2 separate regions of the Mus musculus genome follow, and region 2 is linked to region 1. Evidence: chromatin contacts called from public Hi-C data. All regions are on one chromosome and are shown on one strand. The core of a region is the stretch at or near the end of the contact, and the rest is flanking DNA. Distances in the headings are between cores, read along the strand shown.

What was found. Hi-C and Micro-C count contacts between places; a contact is called where the count stands out from the background.
Region 2: a contact with region 1 is called in a Hi-C map of embryonic fibroblasts, with 1.7 times the contacts expected there. The contact joins two enhancer-like sites. A contact is called at or near these places in 6 of 39 promoter capture datasets (cranial neural crest, embryonic stem cells, epiblast stem cells and 3 more), 1 of 15 datasets of contacts at CTCF or cohesin (embryonic stem cells), 7 of 484 Hi-C or Micro-C datasets (the AML12 cell line, adipose-derived mesenchymal stem cells, bone marrow-derived dendritic cells and 2 more), 4 of 115 datasets of contacts at active chromatin or transcription factors (the NIH/3T3 cell line, astrocytes, embryonic stem cells and 1 more) and 4 of 9 other capture datasets (adipose tissue, embryonic stem cells, liver and 1 more).

Annotation. Positions count from the first base shown.
Region 1 is chr15:101,386,367-101,391,911 of GRCm38.p6, forward strand. All of the region lies in intron 1 of Gm35853 (a long non-coding RNA gene), which reads left to right. It also overlaps a transcript of Gm671 not described here. Among named protein-coding and RNA genes, the nearest start is that of Krt80, 19 kb to the left of the region's middle. Within about 2 kb of position 1,720, at least 83 of the 459 cell types and tissues checked have an H3K27ac peak or open chromatin away from gene starts, as enhancers often do. A contact at or near this core is called in the AML12 cell line, the NIH/3T3 cell line, embryonic fibroblasts and 1 more, where this site is marked.
Region 2 is chr15:101,449,610-101,455,459 of GRCm38.p6, forward strand. Krt88 (keratin 88) reads left to right here. Exons shown (of 5, transcript NM_025487.3): 2 at 829-933; 3 at 2,770-2,987; 4 at 3,283-3,314; 5 at 3,863-4,300. The coding sequence ends at 4,020. Among named protein-coding and RNA genes, the nearest start is that of Krt88, 4.8 kb to the left of the region's middle. Within about 2 kb of position 3,927, at least 126 of the 459 cell types and tissues checked have an H3K27ac peak or open chromatin away from gene starts, as enhancers often do. A contact at or near this core is called in the AML12 cell line, the NIH/3T3 cell line, embryonic fibroblasts and 1 more, where this site is marked.

The DNA.
Region 1 (5,545 bases), core at 470-2,969:
GAAGACTGTGTCACTGGTTAGGTCTAAATGACAGGCCTCACCTACACTGCAGCAGTGTAGGCCCCACAGCTTCCATGTTGTTGTTCAGCTTTGACTCTATGCACAGCAGGACAGGAGGGGTCTAGGCAACAAAGACTTCTGGCCCTGTCTCCAGGTCAGGGCTGTGGAGATGTTAAGGTATGGGGTGGGTGGGGGAGATGGGAAACTCACTATCCAGCTCTGCTCAGCCCCCTCTGCCTGCGCTCTAGGACACATTTGCCTGCCACCCAGAACTTGCTGGTGGTGGTATTAGGCTCCAGCTAGCCTATGCCAAAGTGCTGAGGTAGTGTACACCTCTGGGCTGGAATAGTCTAGCCAGCAGAGGTCAGCGGGGAGAGAGACACGATGCCTTACCTTGTCCATGCACTGGGGTCCCTGCTTCTGGAGTTTTGGCTCTAGCAAGCTAAGTTACAGACTCCCTGCTCCCTGCACTTCACGTGAGGTGGTGAACTCTGCTTGTCTGCAGAGCCCTCCAATCCAGGAACCTTCAGATCGCTGGTCTGAAGAAAGAAAGGAGGGACCAAGGAGGCATAGCTCAAGCAGTGTCTGTCTGTCCTGACCGAGTCCTGGGTTGGCAGGTAAAGGGAGCTATGGCTGGTGATACGAGCCTATGTGATGGCCATGTGGTTCCCTCCCTGTGTCTTTCTGCTCTGCTCTGTTCATTTCCTGTCCCTCTTCTCTTCCTCGTCCCTCTCAGCCCACTCCTCTCCTGCTTCACCCTCTCCATTTCTTCACCCAGTGCCCCCCCCTCTTCTCTCTCCCACCTCTTCCAGTGCTCTTCAGTTCCCTCACCTCCTCCTGGGGTTCAGTCTCTCTGAGTTCAAGCTGCCTGCCTCGGTAGGAGATTATCCCACATCCTACATGATTCCAGCCACCAGCATGTCCCTCTCCTGCCACCACAAGGAAAGCTGGGTCCTAATCTGCAGCCCAGTGGTGCCACCTGCTGCCCACCTGGCAGGTGGTAGGACTGAGGGGAGCTTGTTCCTCAGGTCTCCTTCATCCTTCCTGTCTCAGAGTTCAGGTTTGGGGCAGAGAACTTGACAGTGACTCCTAGAGATGAGGCTGGGGATTGTAGCTTCTGGCCAGTGGCAGCCTCTTCCTGTTCGTAGTCCCACCCCAGGTTTCTGTGTGAACAACTTGGGTATGTACTTGTCTGCAGTGTGTGCGTGCCCTGCTGCTGTGCACTGTAGCCTCCCATCTCACAGCAGCCGGGGGATTTGGGACACAAGAGCAACATGGAGACACATGGGTGCCTGAGAACTGAGCATAGCTAGGGCTTGTACGGGGTCTGTATATCTGGGAGGGCCTGGCTGTTTACCTGAGTTAGGCATATGTGCACGCCTGCGTCGTCACATGCTCATGATGGAGATTAGCCCCTAAGAAGGCCTTTGTTGCCCTATGAATGCTGAGGTGTGCTGGGGAAAGCAGTGTGTACCCTGTGGTTCTGGGGCAATTGAAATGGTAAGCGCCTTTCAAAGAAATGCCAGATTGACCTAGGACACTATGAGTCCCCAGTCATTTAAGTCTGACTCAGTGGCCACCTGAAACCACAGGCATGAAAAAAAGGCTAAGTTGCCCCCACGCCTCACTCACCCACCCACCCACCCACTCCAGCAGGGCCGGGACCAAGGAGAGCAAGGACACCTCCCTGTGAAGCTCCTTCCGGGTGCAGCCTGTGCTGTCAGACTGACTGTGGACCATGCTAGCCCCACCCAGTGGCTGAGCTGGGGCTGCAAGGATCTTATCATGATGCTGGATGCTCCTGTAAGAGCAGCCAGGCCTGGCTCCTTCAGGGTGGGCTTCTTTTTTGGTCCTCACTTCCCTCCTTTATCAAAAGGGGGAAGGTGCTTTTACATCCCCAGGGTCAATATACCCGTGGCCATGTGGCGGTGCACAGGAAGTGCTCAGGAAGTGATAAGTGAGTGTGTTTTGAGAGCTGGCAGCTGCCACAAGCCCTTTCTACAGCATCCCCTGGATGAGATGTGAGTCACTTGTGGCTAGGTAGCCAGAACACTCAGGTTCCCATTCTGGAAGCATGAGTCAGCCCAGGTTGGGGAGGAGGGAGGTCACCGTGGGGTCAGATGCTGGACCCAGGCAGGAACACACACATGCTGCCATTTTATCGTGATACCCATTCCTGGATCTCCTGAGTACCCTATCGGTGTGTGTTCAGGCGCTCCGTGATGTGCACATGCCTCTTAGACAGAACATCTGGGGGAAGGCCGTACAAGCCTGGACGGGATCCTTGTGTCAGCTACTGTTCCATCCCTGGGCTGGTTCAGTCTAAAGAACCTCTCATTGTCACTGGAGTTCCAGAGCTCAGCCGGGGCACAGCCTTGTGTGATACCTAAGTGTTTCATGCTTTATCGAGGTCTAGTCTGTCTCATTGGTCCAGACGCCTAGGGTTTGCAGAACATTTGTAGGTAGTGAGTTCCTGTTAACCCTTTCATCTAACTGCCACCCTCTCTGACTGGGACCCACCCAGCTGCAGCAAACGATGTCTGTTCAGGGTAATGGACAGTGCCCGAGGGCGGGCTGCTGACTCCATCTCTGTGCCTAGCAATGACAACCATTTTAGCCTCTATTTTGTGTCTCTTTAGCGCCTGGCTTCTCATCCTGGGAGCCATCCTTCATGTGGGGCCAAGAGCTCGTCAGTTCTTCCCATGTCACGTCGTGACCTTGTCCTTTTGGACAAGCACGTACTAAAGGACCAAATGCCTTGGAGAGGCCTGTGCAGGCTGAGGAAGGAAGGATGAAGTACGTTGCTGTCACCTCTCTTTGCCTTCCAGGCATGCAGACAAAGGCTCTGAGCAAACACCCACACAGAGAACATACAGGCAGGGAGTGGTGGCTCATACCTAAGATCTGGGACTCCCGAGCTGAGGCAGGAGGTTTGTGAGTTCCAGGTCAGCTGGGGTTAGACCCTGACCTGGGGTAAGACCCTGTCTTCAAAACAGAGGAAAGCAAGAAGAACAGAACACAGTAGAACAAAACCATCAGACAAATAAGATGGTGAGAATGATCCATTCCTGCAATCACAGCAGTAGACAGGCTGAGACAGGAGCTGACATAGGCTACATACAGGGGTGGAGGCTGGTCTGGTCTCAGTCTAAAAACAAAACAGATATGAACGGAGACTGTAGAAACCTCCTCCTCCAACAAAACAAAAGACATAAACCCACAGAGACACTTAGCATCCATTGGGCATCCCCTATGGCTCAGCCCTTGACAGCGCTGGGAGGCAGGGGACTCATGGGGAGGCATGAAGCTGAAGTTGCCCAGGCCTGTGGGCAGCAGCTCTCAGACACGCAGGGAAGATTCACATCGACAGGCTTTCAGTTCTTTTCCATCCTTGTTGGTTTGTTTGAGGCAGAGGCTCACTATGTAGCCCAGGCTGGCCTTGAATTCTTGATCTTTCTGTCCTAGCCTTCTGGGTATTGAGATGATGACATATACCACTAGCCCAGGCCATTTTTCATTTCTTGACATTTATAAAACTATCCCTGAGAAAATTCAAGCCTGTTAAATGTTGCAAAATGTGGACCAGAGCTTGGCTGGCTGGAGAGGGGGTCCCCTTGGTGTCTGTTGATCCCTGCCTATTCTTGCCTGGACAGTAACACAAGGTATATGGCAGAGGGGTCTGAAGACAATGAGGTGTGGAGACTTAAATCAACAAATATGTATTCAATATTGTCAATCTGATGTGGCCACGCCAGTGGGCAGAGGCTCTGCTTCCTGCTTTCTGTCTCCTCCCAACCTTCACCTTCTCTGAGCCTCTGGGCCTGAGGGAAGGTCTTGGCTGCTGTGGGGTGTGAGAAGAACCAGCTTGCTTCTCCTCCTCTGGGCCCCAGAGGCCATTGGCTTCTTGAGTGTTTAACGCTGAAATTCCTCTCTTAAGCCTTGACTGTGGCCTTGGTCTGGCCCTCCCCAACCAAGCCTTGGGTCTGAACCTCTGGACACAGAGGTGTGTGCCCAGCCCATGCCTGGCACCCTGTCCCTGACAGTCAGGGTGAACAGGTTTGGTTGCCTGAGTTGGCTTTAGCCTTTGCTTTTAGTGAGATAAATGAAGTCGGAGCGTGTGGTGGCAGCTGATGAAAACATTTTTGAACTCTGTTTTTGGAGTCCTTTGTAACTTGTGGAGAAGTCGGGACCTGATGGTCCTCGATCCCAAGTACTACATGTGGTGTGCCTTTCTTGTAAACAGATATTCTCTTACTTAGTTACAGCATGGCCATTAGATTCAGGAATTCATTATCAATGGGTAACTGCCACCTCATTGTCAGACCTTATTCAAGTTTTACCAGTCGGTCTAACGATGCCCTGTACACAGCAAGAGGAACTGGCTATGGTCATGCATTGCTGCATTTGGCTGTCATTTCTTTTCTGCCTTTCCTTACCTCCTCTCCACCCCTCCCCTCCCCTCCCCTCCCCTCCCCTCCCCTCCCCTCCTCTCCCGCACTGCCCCTTCCACTCCCTCTCTTCCTCTCCCCACCTCTCTGATGAGGACTAAACTCAGGGATGGGGGCGGGGCTTGTCAGGGATGGGGGCGGGGCTTGTCTATATACAGGCTCTTTCTTCCCCCCAACCTCTATCCTTCCTCTCTTCCTCCCTTTCTTCTGTCTTCCTTCCTTTCTTTTTTTGTGCTGGGGATTGAACCAAGGGTACTAGGCAAGTGCTCTTCCACTAACCTGCACTTCTAGCTCTCAGTTACTGGGTCTTGTTAGAAACTTTTTAACCTGGAAAAGTTCCCCCATCTCGACACTAGTGACTTTGATACTTCCTTGAGGTTAGTAGAAGGTTCCCAGTCTGGGTTTGTTTGATATTTCCTCCAGATTAGATTTCTCTTGGGTTTTGGGTAGAGAACCATAGAGCCAGTGGCCTGGTAGGCAGTAAGTGACTTCAGTTTGTTCCATTACTGGAGATGTTAACCTTTGTCCCTTGGTTAAGACGGTGTCTGCCAGGTGTCTTCATGGTAAATTACCTTTTTCCTCTATTTAATTAGAAAATGTGGGGAGAGACTCTGTGTCCATGTAAACACACCCCGATCCTCATCAAACTTCCTCTCTCCGGTCTCAGCGTCACTGATATTTCTCGGCTTAATGAATACTATGGTAGTAGCCAAGTCCGAGTTATTCCCAAGTCCAAGTTATCCCCGAGGTGGTTACTAGTCTGTGTCTTCTGTATGGAGAAACTCTCTTGTGTGTGCGTATGACTCCTTACCTCGCGTGACTGACAGGATTCTTACTTTACGTGCTACCTGCTGCACCTGTTATTTTGATGTTCATGTCCTCTCTGGGAACAGAGTGCCTTCAGGCTGGCTTTGGTGCTGTTCAACACACCTTTCCTACCCTTTAAGTATTTCCTAACTCTCTGGAACAAGGTGTTTCTGCGCCAACCCTGGAAAGAACCATTTCTCCACAGAGCGGGTAGTGTATTTAGATGCCACTGTGATTTGCTTTCTGTTGCTGTGAGAAATGGCATGACCAAAAGCAACCTGGGGAGGAAA
Region 2 (5,850 bases), core at 2,677-5,176, 65 kb after region 1:
GGACTCGTGTGGAGTGCCTTAGGGTTTCCACTGCTGAGAAGAGACATCATGACCAAGACCATACTCATAAAGGACAACATTTCATTGGGGCTGGCTTACAGTCTCAGAGGTTCAGTCCATTATCATCATGGCAGGAAGCATGGCAGCAAACAGGCAGTCATGGCTCTGGAGGAGCTGACAGTTCTATATCTTGTTCCCGAGTCAAACAGGAGAAGCCTGGCTCCTACATGGCTAGGAAGAGGGTCTCAGAGTCCACCCTGACAGTGACAGTGACTTCCTCCAACAAGTCCATCCCTATTCCAACAAGGCCACACCTCCTAAAAGTGCCACTCCCTGGACCAAGTATATTCAAACTTGCCACATGGAGTAAGGGAGGAACTGACTTCAAGTTGTTCTGACTGCCAAATGCTCACTCACCATGGCATGCTTGTATCTACACACACACACACACACACACACACACACACACACACACACACCCCTACCACAAATAAAATAAAAATGTAAAGTTTTTAACACTGGATTTTCCCAAATGATAGCCGTACGTAGTAAGTTTCAGAACTTGATTCCACAGAGCTTACCTCTCCCCCTCCTTGAGATGAATCCTGGGTTATCCAGCCCCTAAAGCCCCTGGATAGATTTTCATCCCAGGACTGTGTACCAGGCTCGATTTATCTGCAAGTCTGGCCTGTGGGACACATTGACTTCTCCCAGTAACAAGGGTGGACAACTGGATGTTTAGAGAAGAGGTGAGCATTTGGGTTTTGTTTTATGCTTGTCTCTCCTCTGACCTCTCCGCTGACCTCTGCTCTACTCTCCCCATCCCAGTGTGAGAAGATGAAGGCCACTGTGCAGAAATGTGTGCAGACCCCTAGGCACAGCAAGGAGGCCCTGAATAGGCTCAACCAGGCTATCCAGCAGCTGAAGATGGAGGTGGGTGGTACTCAGAGTCAGGAGAGGCATTGGGGCTGGGGGCTGGGGTAGGTTGGGGTGCTATTACCTATGACACCTTTCTAGATCCCCTCATCCTTTGGAAGAGGTGACATGTGTGTGTGCTTTAATATATATGTGTGTTTATATATATTAAATATATATGTGTGCGTGTATTAATTTTATTTAATTTATGAGTGCTCTGCTGCATATACATCTGCCTGCCTGAATAGGGCATAAGATTTCCCTATAGATGGCTGTGAGCCACCATGTGGTTGATGGGAATTGAACTCAGGACCTCTGGAAGAGCAGCCAGTGGTGCTCTTAACTGCTGAGCCATCTCAGCTGCCCCCGTGTTTGTATATTTTTAATGTATTTTTTAAAAATTTGTTTTGGCCGTAATATTAATTTTGAACTCCTGGTCAGAAATTAAATGGCTTACCAAAACCTCAGTTTTCTGGTTTTCCCTTAAACACATGAAAAACGCATCTATAACTCCAGCACCCAGAAGATCTCAGGTTCCAGGCTACCCTGTGCTATAGAGTGAGTTCAGGGTGAGTTTGAGTTACAAGGTGCATTATTCAGGGTTCTCTGGAGTCACAGACTGTAGGGAATGTCTCTCTATATTGAGAGATTTTATTGTGATGACTTGCAGTCTGTAGCCCAACTAACCCAACAATGGGCAGCTGTGCATGGGGAGTTCAAGATCCTAGTGGCTGCTCAGTCCCATGAGGCTTAGTTGTTTCAGCTGGTCTTCTGTAGAAGTAGGGTCCAACAGATGTGCTGGCAGGTAAGTGCAACAGTGACTGCTCCTTCTTCCATTGTCATTATGTATGTCTCCAGCAGAAGGTGTGGCCCAGATTACAGGTGTGGACCACTGCACCTGGATTTGGAACTTGCTCTGTCCCAGGCTGACCTCGAACCCAGAGATCTGCTTGCCTCAGTCTCCTGGGATTAGAGGCTTGTACCACCTTGCCTGGGCCTAAGCTTTTCATGGCCACAGTGCCTCAAGATCTGAATCAAAAGAGTGTTTCATTCCACATCAAGATCTGGGTTAGAAATCTGTGTCTTCCAGCCTCAAGATCTGAATCACAGATGTGCCTCCCATTTCTGGACTGTAGTGCATGAAATGATTTTATGGTTGGGGTTCTCCATAACTCGAGGAACTGTGTTAAAGAGCCGCAGCATTAGGAAAGTTGAGAACCACTGCTCTAGACATACTCAAACACGTTGGCAAATTTCAGAGCAGGCCTCCATTTCCTCCAGTCCACGGGTCATCTTCACATCCACACTGGCTCCAGGCCTTTGAGTAACGGCTAGGTCCCTGAGGCAGGAGGAATGAGGCTGAAGCTATCTATCTATCTATCTATCTATCTATCTATCTATCTATCTATCTATCTATCTATCTATCTATTATCATCTATCAATCAATCTATCAATCTACCCATCACCTGTCTATCATCAATCAATCTATCTATCATCATCTATTTATCTATCATGTATGTATGTATCATGTATCTATCATCTATTATCTATTATCTATCATCTATCTATCTATCTATCTATCTATCTACCATCAAACTATCATTTATATATCACCTATTTATCTATTATCTATCAATCTATCATCTATTTATATATGTATCTATCATCTATCAATCTATTATCTATCATCTATCTACCATCTATTATTATCTATTATGTATCTATCATCTATATATCACCCATTTATCTATTGTCTATCAATCTATTATCTATCATCTATCATTTATATATTATCTATCTATCTATCTATCTATCTATCTATCTATCTATCTAAGCTCTTTGTTTCATTCCCAGCCTTGTGAACTACAGAAAAGCCAAGACTTGGAGGCCATGCCGGATGCGGCCTCAGGCAGCGCTAAGGGCAGACTGGCCTGGCTGGAGGCTGCCCTGCAGCGAGCCAAGCAGGACATGGCTCGGCAGCTACGTGAGTACCAGGAGCTCATGATCGTCAAACTGGGCCTGGACTTTGAGATCGCTACCTACCGCAGGCTGCTGGAGGGTGAGGAGCAGAGGTGAGGTAACAGGAGGCAAGGGACTGGGTATCCGGCATTGCTCTCCTGCAGTCAGTCTTCTCACACCTTTGTAGCTCCTTGAACAAAAAGACCCAGGGCTGGGTGTGGGCTGAGACAGTGTCAGATGGCAGAGTCATTTGCCCATCAAGACAAGGAGATGGTAAAGCCAGGACAGGTCTAAGGAGCTTTCAGGCTAGAGGGCTCTGTCTGATCTGGGAGTGTGAGAGTCTGAAGTATCTGTGTTGGGGAACCTAGTAGGTCAATTAACTTAGTTGTGGCTTCTTTTTCCCTACAGGCTTGGTCTGGGACTTGGGGCAGGGAGTGTGGGTAAGTGACTTGGGTAAGATATGAGATCTTGTCACTCCCCCACCCCCTAATTCCCTCAGTCTCCTGAGAAGGAAGAGGAGGTTTATCTGTCTCTCTCTGCAGATCACAGTTGTGGGGGTGGGGTGGCAGGAGTGATTCCCTGTGTGTGCTCTGGGAGAGTACTATGTGTCTACTCCCTTGGGGGAGCCCAAGTCCTGGGTGTGGGCTGAGTCAGAGTCAGACAGCAGAGCCATTTGTCCATCAAGACAAGGAGACGGTGGTAGCAGTCAGGACAGACCCAAGGAGCATGCAGGCTAGAAGGCTCTGTCTGAGCTGAGAGTGTGGGAATCAAAGGTTTCTGTATTGGGGAACCTGATAGGTGGATTGACTTAGCAGTTGCTTCCTTTTGCCACAGGCTTGGTCTGGGACTCTGGGCAGGGAGCACCACTCTGGTGCTGAGGAGGGTCTATCTCTCTTGGAGAAGTCTGTGGGTCTTCTTGGCAGCCTTGGGGTGGGAAGGCTTCTGAGTCCTGCCATTGGTCTCAATTTTCACGTCGCTCTCCATACAGCTCCCGGCGGTGACGTCACTGGAGACAGGTCCTCCCTAAGGGCACCCGGAGTCAGTTCCTGTGGCCTGAACATGAGCGCCCCAAGTGGTGGCTGCGCTCTCTGCAGCTCTGCGGGCTGTGTTGGAGGCTTTGGCTGCCTTGGCTCCCGTGAATGTTGAACCCCTCCCTCCGGAGAAGACTAGAAACTGGCGCTTCTGCCCAAAGACTTGGTCCTCTTGTCTCAGATTCCCTTGCCCACAGAGCTGGCCCTCTTCTCCCTTCCCCCTTTTGCCCCTCACTTGGAACTAGACGGGACTCTGGTGTGTCATCTTGTAGACATGGCCTGTGGCTTACCTGAACCTTGCATTCTGCCCCTCTGACTGGCTCTATTCTCTCTCTCTTTCTCTCTCTCTCTTTTTCAGGCTTGCCCTTTAATAAAACATTCTGTGGTGGCTAATCAGCCAGCCTGTCTGAACTGGACTTCCAAGCCACTCACAGTTCCAGCCAGTACCATGAAGGAACATAGTGATGTGTGGGTGTTAGGGGACTTAGTCTTAGGGGACTTGCTATTGTACAACTCAGATCTTTATGATGGGACAGGTGAATTGATGGGTGGAGAAAGGGAAAGACTGGGTAAATTCCACAGAGTGTGTGTCTGGGTCCACAGTCAATTACCCTGGCAGAGAGACAGAGAGGGACAGGAGACTCCTCTGTTCCTTACTCATTCCTTCACTCTGTTAGTCCTGGTTTTGGAGTTGAGAATAGAACCCAGTGCCTTGTACATGTGAGGCAAGGCAGGCAAGCATTGTATGGCTGGATTATATTCCAGCCCCCAGCCACCCTCCCAGCCCCATTTTAGAGACAGGGTCTCACTCGCAACTCAGACAGGCATGGAACTTCCTATGCAGCCCAGGACTGAACTCAAAAGTCTCCTGCCTCAGCATGCCAAGTTCTTGGGTTACAAACAGGCATCCTGACATCAGCTATACTCTCGAATGGTGGTATAAGGTCCCATATAGTTGTTAGCCCTAAGGACTTGACAGTGAGAAAGACACTCTGGCCCTGTTTCTCTTGGGGCACAGAAATAAATAAGAATAGAAAAGGATGGAGAGGGGGAGAAAGCCCACCCTTGCTGCTTTGATACACACTGAAAACGATGCTCAGTCTCATAACTGGTGACCCAGGCCTGCGTGCCAACTTAGGAAGTGATGGTAGGCCAGGAAAATATTAAGCCACAGGGAAGCATCCTAATGTCTACCTCCAGATACAAGGGATAGTTTGGTCTGAGTTTTCACTAGGAGGCTGTACTTGGACAAGGGACAGTTTTCTGAAGGTGCGAGGTGGGGTGACCAGAGCAAGGTTGGCTTTGTAGGGCTGTAGAGCAAGGGTCTGTTTGGAGAGTTCACATCATTTTCCATTGCGAAAAGGATTACGTCATCAGTGTGTCTTGGGAACAATAGTTCCTGCTCTCCATGTCTCAGGGTGGGGCTCAGGTGCGTCATTAAGCCAGAGGCCAAGCATCTCCTTTTAAGGCGCTTAAGTGCAGAGTGTTGGCTGTTTCCTTGCTCCAGCACCCGAGGAGCAGGTATCCAAAAGGCTCCTTTCTTGGGTAAACATGACGGTGTCATGGAAAAGGAATGGATGGGAACGTGGCTTGCTGGTGGTCACATGTGTCTCATCAGCCTCACTGGGTCATCTCTGGCCTTCTCTAACCAAATGTTCATTCTTACTGACCCCCCCGTCCCCCCAACTCAAGGAACCCTGAGAGTGTATCCCTACCTGCATCTCCAGAGTCCAGCTCCCTGTCCCTTGTATTTGCTGGGAGGTAGTGAAAGATGTTCAGAACCAGTTTTTCTCACTCCAGTTTCAGAGTGTGTCAGGGAGTGGGCACGGAGGGAAGGCAGAACAGTCTCAGGGAGAGCAGGCAGGACTTCTGCCCAGCATCCTGCATCCTGGCTCCCTGGAGACTGGCTGACCACATTTTCCCTTCCCAACCCCCAAGCTTCAAG